Regions from separate parts of the Sus scrofa genome. Here regions 1 and 2 are each linked to region 3. Evidence: chromatin contacts called from public Hi-C data. All regions are on one chromosome and are shown on one strand. The core of a region is the stretch at or near the end of the contact, and the rest is flanking DNA. Distances in the headings are between cores, read along the strand shown.

What was found. Hi-C and Micro-C count contacts between places; a contact is called where the count stands out from the background.
Region 1: a contact with region 3 is called in a Hi-C map of fetal heart ventricle, with 1.8 times the contacts expected there. The contact joins the promoter of CDH11 here to the enhancer-like site in region 3. A contact is called at or near these places in 6 of 47 Hi-C or Micro-C datasets (embryonic fibroblasts, fetal heart ventricle, psoas muscle and 1 more) and 1 of 2 datasets of contacts at active chromatin or transcription factors (skeletal muscle).
Region 2: a contact with region 3 is called in a Hi-C map of embryonic fibroblasts, with 2.8 times the contacts expected there. The contact joins the promoter of LOC106507571 here to the enhancer-like site in region 3. A contact is called at or near these places in 7 of 47 Hi-C or Micro-C datasets (embryonic fibroblasts, liver, retroperitoneal adipose tissue and 2 more).

Annotation. Positions count from the first base shown.
Region 1 is chr6:25,871,553-25,874,924 of Sscrofa11.1, forward strand. CDH11 (cadherin 11) reads right to left here and starts at 1,443. Exons shown (of 12, transcript NM_001244482.1): 1 at 1,316-1,443.
Region 2 is chr6:25,933,397-25,936,511 of Sscrofa11.1, forward strand. LOC106507571 reads left to right here and starts at 1,446. Exons shown (of 8, transcript XM_021097535.1): 1 at 1,446-1,469; 2 at 1,654-1,888. The coding sequence starts at 1,446. It also overlaps a transcript of CDH11 not described here.
Region 3 is chr6:25,710,158-25,713,574 of Sscrofa11.1, forward strand. No RefSeq gene overlaps it. Among named protein-coding and RNA genes, the nearest start is that of CDH11, 160 kb to the right of the region's middle. Within about 2 kb of position 1,739, at least 12 of the 83 cell types and tissues checked have an H3K27ac peak or open chromatin away from gene starts, as enhancers often do. A contact at or near this core is called in embryonic fibroblasts, retroperitoneal adipose tissue and skeletal muscle, where this site is marked.

The DNA.
Region 1 (3,372 bases), core at 193-2,692, 160 kb after region 3:
GAAGCGGTACAGCATCTTGATTTAGGGATGTTGTATGAAAGGTGGATCATGCTGGAGTTGATTAGGGGAAAAGTACTCCTGGAGCAAAAAGATCTGTTAGGTGGAAACTACAGCAAAATCTTGGTATGCATATGGATAGTGGCAGTGGAGATAGAGAGTGTTTCTGACCTGAGTGAATTATGATGCTGTTGCTGAAATGTGGCACATAGGACAAGGTAAATGTTCAGAGGAGGAAATAATGACTTGCATTAGGCCCTGCATTTAAAGCACCTGATGGACATTCATGTGGAGGCAAGCCACCGACACATGGAAGGATGGGCCTAGGACCCTAAAGTATGCAAAGTCCTGCTGGCGGAAATAATTCTTAAATTTCTATCTGAATGTTTGGACATCCTGTGAACATAGCTCTAGTTACCACTGAGCACCTGAAAGAGGTAAATACATTCATAGACTCCTAAAACTTAAGAACTGTTTGATCCTCTAGGGCCAACAACCACTTTGGCCTAGAAAAGAGCTCATTAACCTAAGGGCACAAAATAATGATTGGCAGAGTTGGGTCTTGGAGTTGAAGTCATCCTCTAGCTTATGATCTAGTGCTTCCTTTTTTTTTTAATACCTGTAACCATGGCTTATGGACATTCCCATGCTAGAGGTTGAATCAGAGCTGCAGCTGCTGGCCTACACCACAGCCACAGCAATGTTGGATCTGAGCTGTGTCCATGAGCTACACCACAGCTCATGGCAACACTGGATTCTTAACCCACTGAGAAAGGCCAGGGATCAAACCTGCATCCTTATCCTTAGCTTAACCCGCTGAGTCACAATGGGAACTCCATAGTGCTCTGTCTTTTGAGATCTAAAATGTTCAGTCTCCTAGCCATCTCTTTTTCCTTGTGGGATGCAAGCTACCTTTTACATATTTAGAGATTTATTTTTGGAAGAAGCAAAAGGGGATAAGAACATGGCAATTGTCTTAGTCAATCTGTCCAGCTGAGTTCTTGCTAAGGAATTACAATCTTCTTCAGTTCCTTCTTTCTCCTCTGAACTTTTTATAGTCAAAACAACAACAACAACTACAATCATCATTCTTATAAGACACATGATAGGTGCTCCATGAAAAGAGCCCAAGAACAGCAGTGAATAATCACATTCCACAAAGCCCGAAACAGGAGGCCTACTTTCCTCTCAAATTCTGCTCTGGATTTGGTGAAGGTTCAAACCAAGACAGGTTTGTGCTCTGGACCCGGAAGCCATCATTCCCTTCTGCACAAACAGAGTAACATCTGAAACACTCAGTAACACTGGTCCCCCTTACCTTCTTCACCCATTGGATACTTGCTGCCAATTTCTATAACACAAAACTCCACCCATCTGATTGGTCAGTCAACAAATGGCAACAGGAATGATCGTCCCAGGGCCACTGAGTCGAATATACAGTGATTTCTGCAAAAAGGTAAAGGATCATTAGTAACCCAGAGGTGACATGAATCAATAAAGTGATGCACTACTAGACACTGGGGGTCCACAGGTGCATAGGTCAGGCTTTTCTTCTAGATAATAACAGTCCAGGTGTAAAAGAGAGACATAAACAAATTATCACAGTTGTGTGCAAAGTTTGAAAAACATGTCATGGATTTAGAGGTACCACAGGATGGTGTGATTAACCATTGTGCATTTGGTACTTTGATAACAAAAATAAAAGCAGTCGTATATATATAATGTCTTATAAAACACTACATAAAAGCTTCCATTGTGGCACAGTGGAAGGGAATCCAACTAGGATCCATGAGGATGCAGGTTTGATCCCTGGCCTCGTTCAGTGGGTCGAGGATCCGGCATTGGCTTGCGCTGTGGTGTAGGTCGCAGACACAGCTTCAATCACGAGTTGCTATGGCTGTGGTTCAGGCCGGCAGCTGCAGCTCCAAGTTGACCCTTAGCCTAGGAACCTCCATATGCTGTGGGTGTGGCCCTAAAAAGACAAAAAAATAAACCAAACAACAGAAGAACCCTAAACACTATGTGCTTTGTACGCATTTGCTCTAACACTAACAACAAACCTGTAGGGGAGACATGAAGTCTTAGAGCCAGCTGCTGGTAGAATTCACATTTTACTGGAGTCCAAAGCAAGTTCCTTCCCTCCTAAAGGAAGAAGCACTGTTCTGGGGCTGTCAAATCCTGGAGGAATGACAGACTCAAGGGCAAAGAGTGACAGTGGTGGCAGTAGTGATAGGAGATGTCATCTTCATGCCGGCAAAGCAGAGCATTGGGCTGACAGAGCTGCAATTCTTTATCAAGACTACATTCCTCTCTGCCCCCCTCCCGCGCGGCACCACAGTCTAGAGTTCTGTGTGGGGGCTGTGTTCTGCCTGGATTCTGGTCTGATTCATCTTCATATCTCCCAAAGTGTCTAACACTTTTCCTAGCCCAGAGCAGCTGTTCAATGTATATTTGCTGAATGAATGAAGAGAGAAACATGGAGTGTCTGAACAGCTGTCGTCTTTAAAAACCGAGGCACCGAACCAAGGAAGGTGCCGCTGGCACGGCTTCCCTAACACAACAGCATAAAGGAGTTCTTGAATGTCTTTCTCTCTAGAGCTCCTACCTTCTAGGATCAACTCGGGCTGAATTAAGGGCTTAAACAGCTTCCAACTTTGACTTTATTACCCTTCAGTTTTTCCCCCAAATCCGCTTCTCCTTGCCTCATCTTGCTTCCACCCAACAGCTCCTCACACACAATGACTTCTCCAACAACAAGGAAAACAGCAACATGCGAAAACCCTGTCTGGTGAAGGGCTGAAGGTGAACTGTAAATCTACTCAAATCTGTCCATGGCACCTTGGTTTGGTGACTGTAGCAAGAACAAGAAAACTGTCCCACTATGTGCTATTTCCAGGATATCAAGGAGAGTAGCGCTACAGTTATACCCAGATTCACATGGAGTCATGAAGAAAAAGCCACAGGGGGCAGCTATTATGGTGCATAAGGAAGGACCCAACTTGCAACCACATTACATGCTGTAGTAGCCAGTCTCCAGAAGTGGCTACTCCCATGAATCTCATGCCCAGGTAGTCATGCCTTTGTGCAGCCCCCCTTCCATGGTTGCCCCTGGGTAACCAATGAACCACAGCAAAAGCGATACTACATGATTTCAGAAACTGAGTCATAAAAACCTCTAACCTCTCTTATGTTTTTGGAAGGCCTGCACTGGGAGAAGGAGGCTGCCATGTCTGAAGTCTGAATGCTCTAGACCTCTGTGCTGTGAAGAAGCTCCAGCTAGCCATGTGGAGCAGCTGCACAGACAGCAGAGAGATGGCCAGCCATCTCTAGCTGTTCCAGGCATCCATGCTGAGGAGCCAGACAGTGAGGGAAGAC
Region 2 (3,115 bases), core at 196-2,695, 220 kb after region 3:
CCCCCCCCCCCACCGCCCCCGAAGCCCTATCGAGGCGAGAGAAGGCACTGGCGGCGCGCCTCACCTGGGGCCCTGGAGGTTGGGCGCGAGCTGCGGGCCGTCGGTCCCTGGCGCAGGGCGAGCGCAGTGGTGTCAGCCCCGGCCCCAGTCCGGGTCCCATTCACAAGTCGGCGGCGGCTGCGAGCTGCCCCCGCGGCATCTGCTCGCGACGCTCCCCTCGGCTGGCGGCGGCCGCGGAATGAGCCGCCGAGCGCGCTAGTGGCAGGAATGAGAAACCGGGGGGAGGTGGCGGGCGGTGGGGGGGGGCTGGGGGAGGAGGAGGGAGGCCGCCGCTGGGAGGGAATGAAAGGGCGGGGGGCGGAGAGGAGCCGAGGCCGCGAGACGCGGCTAGCTGGGCCTCGCGGAGTCTGCGGGGGCTGGCCCGTCCGCGCCCCTCCCTCCAGGGACCCCTGGGATGCAAACCCCGGGATTCGTGGCCACCTCCTCCCGCCCTGGGTCGCCGAACTCTGGCTCCCCTGGGTTTCAGACGGAGTCTAGAGCGACTGAAGTTGGGCTCAAGAGACGCACAACCAATCAAGGAGGGCGGCAGAGGGAAGCTGGGGAGGGCTCGGGAGCCCCTTTTTCCTCCTTCGCCCAAATCCGCTCCAGCTGGTCAGGCTGGGCCCTTGCCCAGGAGGCCTGGGTGGTGGGTAGGGGGGAAGCATCGCTCAAGTGGGGGAGGCAAATGGGAATTGCTCTTCCTCACCCCACCTTCCAGAGATCTCTCCACGTCGTCAGCTTCTGCCCTGCCCCCTCTACCCATCCCTAGCAAACTCAGCTTGGGGTGCGGGTGGGGAAACCTGAGGGAGGGAGACTTCGGACTTCGGAAGAGCCACGTCTCCATTCTCTCCCAGCTTTCCCTCCCCCTCCATCCCCAATGCCACTTGTAAGGAAGGGGGTGCCTGGAGTGCTTAGCCAGGGTCAGCCTGGCGCCCGCCACCCCACCCTTGACTCCAGCTTCAAGCAGGTACAGCACCCCCCCGCCGCCGCCCCTCCGGCCGCACGTATCGACACTTGTTGCCTCCCGCCCCTTCGCTTCACTGGCTGCCCGACCCGCTCCGTGGAGAGTGCGGTTCTGCGGGAGACTGGGCCTGGTGGGGGGGGGGCAGTGCCCAAATCCTCCCTGGGTCTTCCCCTGCATCCCAGGAGGAAGACCCGACGGAGAAAGGGGTCCCGGGCCTGCTTCCTGCCCACGCGGAGTAGATGGGAGAAAAGGCTGGCGGGGACAGGGCTTCAGAATCACGCCAGGGACTGGGCGGGGCGCTCGTGCTTCGGGGAGCGGAGTTGGAACCCGCAAACACCGCCGTCCCTAGGGTAGAGGGGAGCAACTGTGGCCTGGTGGGAACCCCTAGCTGGAACAAGTTTTTCGGGTGGGAGATGGCGAAAAAAGCAGAAGTGGAGGCACGATGAACAAGCAAATGCATAACGGGGTAAAGAAATGCCAGGACGGACGGAGACGAGGACGGAAAAGGAGTGACGGCCCGGGCAGAAAGGGAAGAGGATGCGGAGGGAGAGGGGAGCGAGAGGGGAGAAGAGGGACGGAGGAGTTAACGTTAAAAGAACGAAGAAGGAAGAAAAAGCCTCAGCGGGCAAATGGGAAAGGAAACCGGGTAGTGGGGGGAGAGTGCTGGTAGCCAAAGCCTGCCCTTGGTCTCCAAGCCGCTGGCGCATGGGTCCGCGAGACACAGAGCCCTCGGGTTCTCACGCAGCGCCAGGCTGCGCGCAGGGGCGGCGGGCGGGGCGGGGCCATCCAGGCACCACGCCCCCACCCCCGCGAGCCCTCGTGATTCCAGACGCTCCGGGATCCCTGAGTCGGAGGTTGCTGCTACCTCCGCGTCTTTAGCACCCGGTGAGGCCGTGGTTTTTAAACTGCTGAATGTGGGGGCGCTGAGTTTCCTGTTGTTGGTTCCCTTGTGCCTCTGTGCGCCCGCCCCTCCTCCATCCCCTTACCTCCCAAAGGTCAGAAGGAGACAAGCCTCTGGGCCTTAGGTACTCCCACCCTGGCCGCAAACTTGTGGGTGCTTTGATAGGCACTCCCTAGGCCCACGAGGCTAAGCGCTTTCCCAGAGAGCCGGATGAGTGGGACACGGTGCCTGCCTCTTCTCAGGTTGGTCCCTGACCCTGGGGGAGACCCTTCCACACACTGTTTGCTTCCTCTCAACCTCTCTGCTCCTGTATATATTTATCTGCCACTTCTGTCTGCTGTAAGCCCTAAAACTTTGAATATGTCCTAGGCCATTGCCAAGGTCCCCCACACTCTCAAGGAGCAGAGCATGGTGATGGGGTGCTTTGACTTCCATGATTCCGCTTATAAATGAAGATACACAGGAGAGAGAGGACGAGGGTCCCACTCTCCCTCAGAGACACTTGGATTTTGCTCCCGTTTGTCTAGTAATGGCTGTCTGAATTTTCTCATGCTTTCCACCTAAGTGAAAGTGTAAACAGGAAGGGAAGGTGAAGGGCCCTTCAGTCTAATTGCACCTATACGGAGATACCTGGGATTCATTGATGATTAAGGGGTTGATTGATGAGTGAGAAGTTTCATTAACTCCATTTTGGAGGAACGTCCAAGAATGAGCCTGGTCACATGTAACCTGACATTATTTGTAATGTGTCCTTTGTTTTGGTTCAGTGACAGCAGTTGTTTGGTGATGGTGGTGGCAGTGGTGGTGGTTTTGTTTTTTCTTTAAGACTGTCTTTTTCATGAATGATAGAATCAGCAAATTTTTTAAATGTTAAAAATTGCTTGGTAGATTGCCACTGACGTTGCTCACCTTGAGTCAGATTGAGCCCAGTGTATTGCAGCAGTCAATAATCCTTTGTGTAACCCAACAGTTTTATGCCTGGGAGTGTATCCAAGACAACTGGCAGCTTATGCACAAACTTATGCATAAACACATGCACCTGACTCTCCATAGCTGCATTAGTCATTATGGCCAAAAACTGGAAACAATTCAATGTCTTTCAGTTGGTGAGTGGATAAACAAAACATGGTATATCCATATAACGGAATACTATTCAGCTTTAAAAATGAAAGAAATGCTGATGCGTTACAACATGAATGAACCTTAAAAAC
Region 3 (3,417 bases), core at 489-2,988:
AGAGTAGCAGTTTCAAACTTCTCTTGCTGTGATCTACCACTGCTCGCCTTATTAGTATCATCTTCAGTCAATATTCTCTTTTCAGGAATTTTAAAAATCCACCTCTCTTTGAGTGGGTTAATTTAATCAAACCATATAACTAATCTATAGATTTCCTTAGCTGAGCCACCCCAAACTGTAGGATTTCACAAAACAATGGCATTAGAATAATTGCCAATCTTGTAAATTATGGAATTCTCACCCTTTTACAGGATTCATCAAATATTGTTCAGGATTAGGAACCCTCTGAAAGATGGAGAGTGATGGCAGCACCTTCAATCAATGTGTAAGTATCAGAAAAAGATGTTTTTCTGACGTTTAGATAAGTGGATATAAATTCTTTCTAGATACAGATGTACCTCAGAGATACTGCAGGTTCAGTTCCAGACTGCCACAACAAAGCAAATATTATGATAAAACAAGTCACTCACGAATTTTTTTTGTTTCCCGGTCCATATAAAAATTATGGTTACGCCAAACTTATATTTACACTATACTGTAGCGTAACTGTGGAACAGCATTATGTCTAAAATATGCTAACCATCATCTAAGCCTTCAGCAATTTGTATTAGGAACATCAAACATCTCAGATCACTGTGACAAATACAATAATAATGAAAAAGTTTGAAATATTTGGAGAACCACCAGAATATGACACAGACATGAAGTGAGCAAATATTGTTGGAAAAATGATGCTGATAGACTTGCTCAGTGCAAGCTTGCCACTTTGTAAAAGACACAGCATCTGCAAAGCGCAATAAATGAGGTCTGTCTGTATATGGATATAAAAACAGATTCCAGTATTTTCTTCCTATATCTTCACAAATTTGCTTGACCCAATGGAGAGATTCTGCCCCCATAGGAGGCTTCCCAACTTCTGTAGGCTTTATTTCCTGGGAGGAAGTAAAGTACCACCCATAGCCTTCCTTTCTAGTCCTCACCACTCAGGAATGCTCCTTATTAAACCAGACTCAGAAACTCAATGTGTCTGCTCTGAGTCACTGAAAGTGTTCCTGAAATATGACATCTGCAGCGTTAGGGAGAGCAGAACTTTGTTGTGTGGCATTTAAACTTTCAGCAGGATCACAGAACGTCTGTTATTTCAAGTTGGACTCGATTATTTCTTTTTTAACTGCCAGACTTTTAGACCATACAATACCAGCTTTCTTCAAATGTAACTCTTAAGTTCCTTTTATGGTAAAGTTTAATACTGCGAACATATGGAGGGCCTGAACGTCTGCCAAATGTTTTAAAAGACAAGGTTATAAATACCCCGGCAGCGAGCTTTGTTCCTTAATGTATGGCTCTGTTACTCGGAGTCAACGTGGAAGATAAATCAGAACATAGAGCTGGCTTGGGCATTAACTTGATATTTCTGGCAAGTATTCATAGTTTCTCATTTGAGAGAGAAAAAGAAAAGTGGTTGTTCTGAGGTAACATTAACAGAATGCAAAAAAAAAAAATTATAAAAAAGTAGAACGCGGAATAACAGCTTAAATAAAACATCTAAAATGTGAATACACAGTCCAATTTTCTCACCAAAAAATTGAAGCGTAAGGAGTCATCATAAAGCCCATGGGATTGGAAATGATACTCTTTGCCCTGTTCCCCTCGGTTTGGATACCACTCAGTGTAATTTGTAATCGATCTCCCCATCCCACCGCAAGCTCAGCTCTTCACTAATCCCCAGGGCCCTGTTCTCAAGTGTCCCTCTGCCCAGACTTGGGCTGGTTCCCGCCTGACTCAGCTCAGGACCCACTATGGTCATTTCTCTGATTCTGCTGATTTTCCCTAGAAACAGGACTTTGCTGACCTGCCCTTGCTCTCCCGAGACCAGACACAGTTGGTCCCCTTTGTGGCTGGGCTGACAGTCAAAAGGGCCCTTACCCATTCCACGACATAGGATGCACTGTGTCAAGGCTGGGCCTAACATGTATTTGAGACGAGGCCTCTTGGGTGAATAAACCTCAGCATGGGATAAGGAAGGCTCTTTGCATGAACTTTTCAGGTCACTGGGATAATGTTTAATGATTCATGTCCTCCTCACAGTAAGTGCACTTAGTACCCTGAATGGCTTAATGTAGCTTCCAATGAGCCCTGGAACAGCCTGAACTGAACTCATTTATGTGTCAGGATGTGATTAAGGGCAGAAAGCTGCAAAAGGTATCAAGGGAACTTCACTAAGGTTCTTTTTCTCTGCTTCCTGGAGGAGATTTTTTGTTCTTTGGCACATACTGTCTAAGCCTAAACTGCATCTCTAAAATGGGAATAATAACAAACCTGGCTTGCTTACGAATATGGAAATAAGACTCATATGACATGAGGCATGAGACAGCTCAGAAGAGCCTGAAAAGTGCTCTTGCTATGTGTATAAATGAGCCAGGGTTTGCTGCTGTAACAAAGAACCTTCAACTCGGAATGAATTACAAACAGAATTTGATTTTTCACACATGATACATGTTGTCTGTGGGTTTCTTGCCACTCTGCTCCAAGGGTCTGCTTCACTCCAGGATGCAGGGTAACCCCCTACCTAGGAATTGTTTTCTAGTAGTGGAGGAGGAAAGCAAGAGTACAACCCCATGGTGGTTCTTAAACCTTCTGCTCCAATGTAGCATGTGTCAAATCTGCTCATATTTCATTAGCCAAAGCAAGTCGTGTTAACAGACCCGACCTCATGTTGGTGAAAGATTATACATATCTCATAGGAAAACAACAACAACCAAAAACTGTCAAAATTCTCCCCTCTGCCTTACCTGTAGCCCTTGAACAGTTATGATGAAGTAGCGTAGAAAAAAGGGACTCATCTGAAATTCAATAGACATGGAAAGAATAGAAGATGAGAGGTTTTATGGATAAAATTAGAGCAAAAAAAAGAAAAGGAAAAGGTAATAAGGAATGAAAAGAGAAAAAGAAAGAGAATAAAATATCATATACAACACTTCTGTCCCAGAATGTGTGAAGGAGATGTTGCATTTCATAGCACAAGATTAGAGCAGCCTTCTTAGTAAAAACCAGAGCTCACACTGTGAATGATCTGTCAGTGATTGTGACAACTTTCATTAGACTCCGGGTCTCCCTGATCCTTGGTTACTTGGCTATAAAATGAGAAGAATGCAGGCAAGGGCATCTCATAAGTTTCAGTGAGAAAAACAGATATGAAAGTATACATCTTAGAACTATCAGGCAGAAATAGATATTAAAGCAACATTTTGGAAGAGGTTATTTGGTTTTGCGTACTCCAACAATAATCTGGATAGAAGGACCTGTTAGCAACCAGTCGTTCTCTCCTTCCACCTGCCCAGCCATCAGCCACCAAGTCGGCCACACATTTATCCAACCTACATTTTCCTATATCAACAATTTAAAAAATGTAAGGCT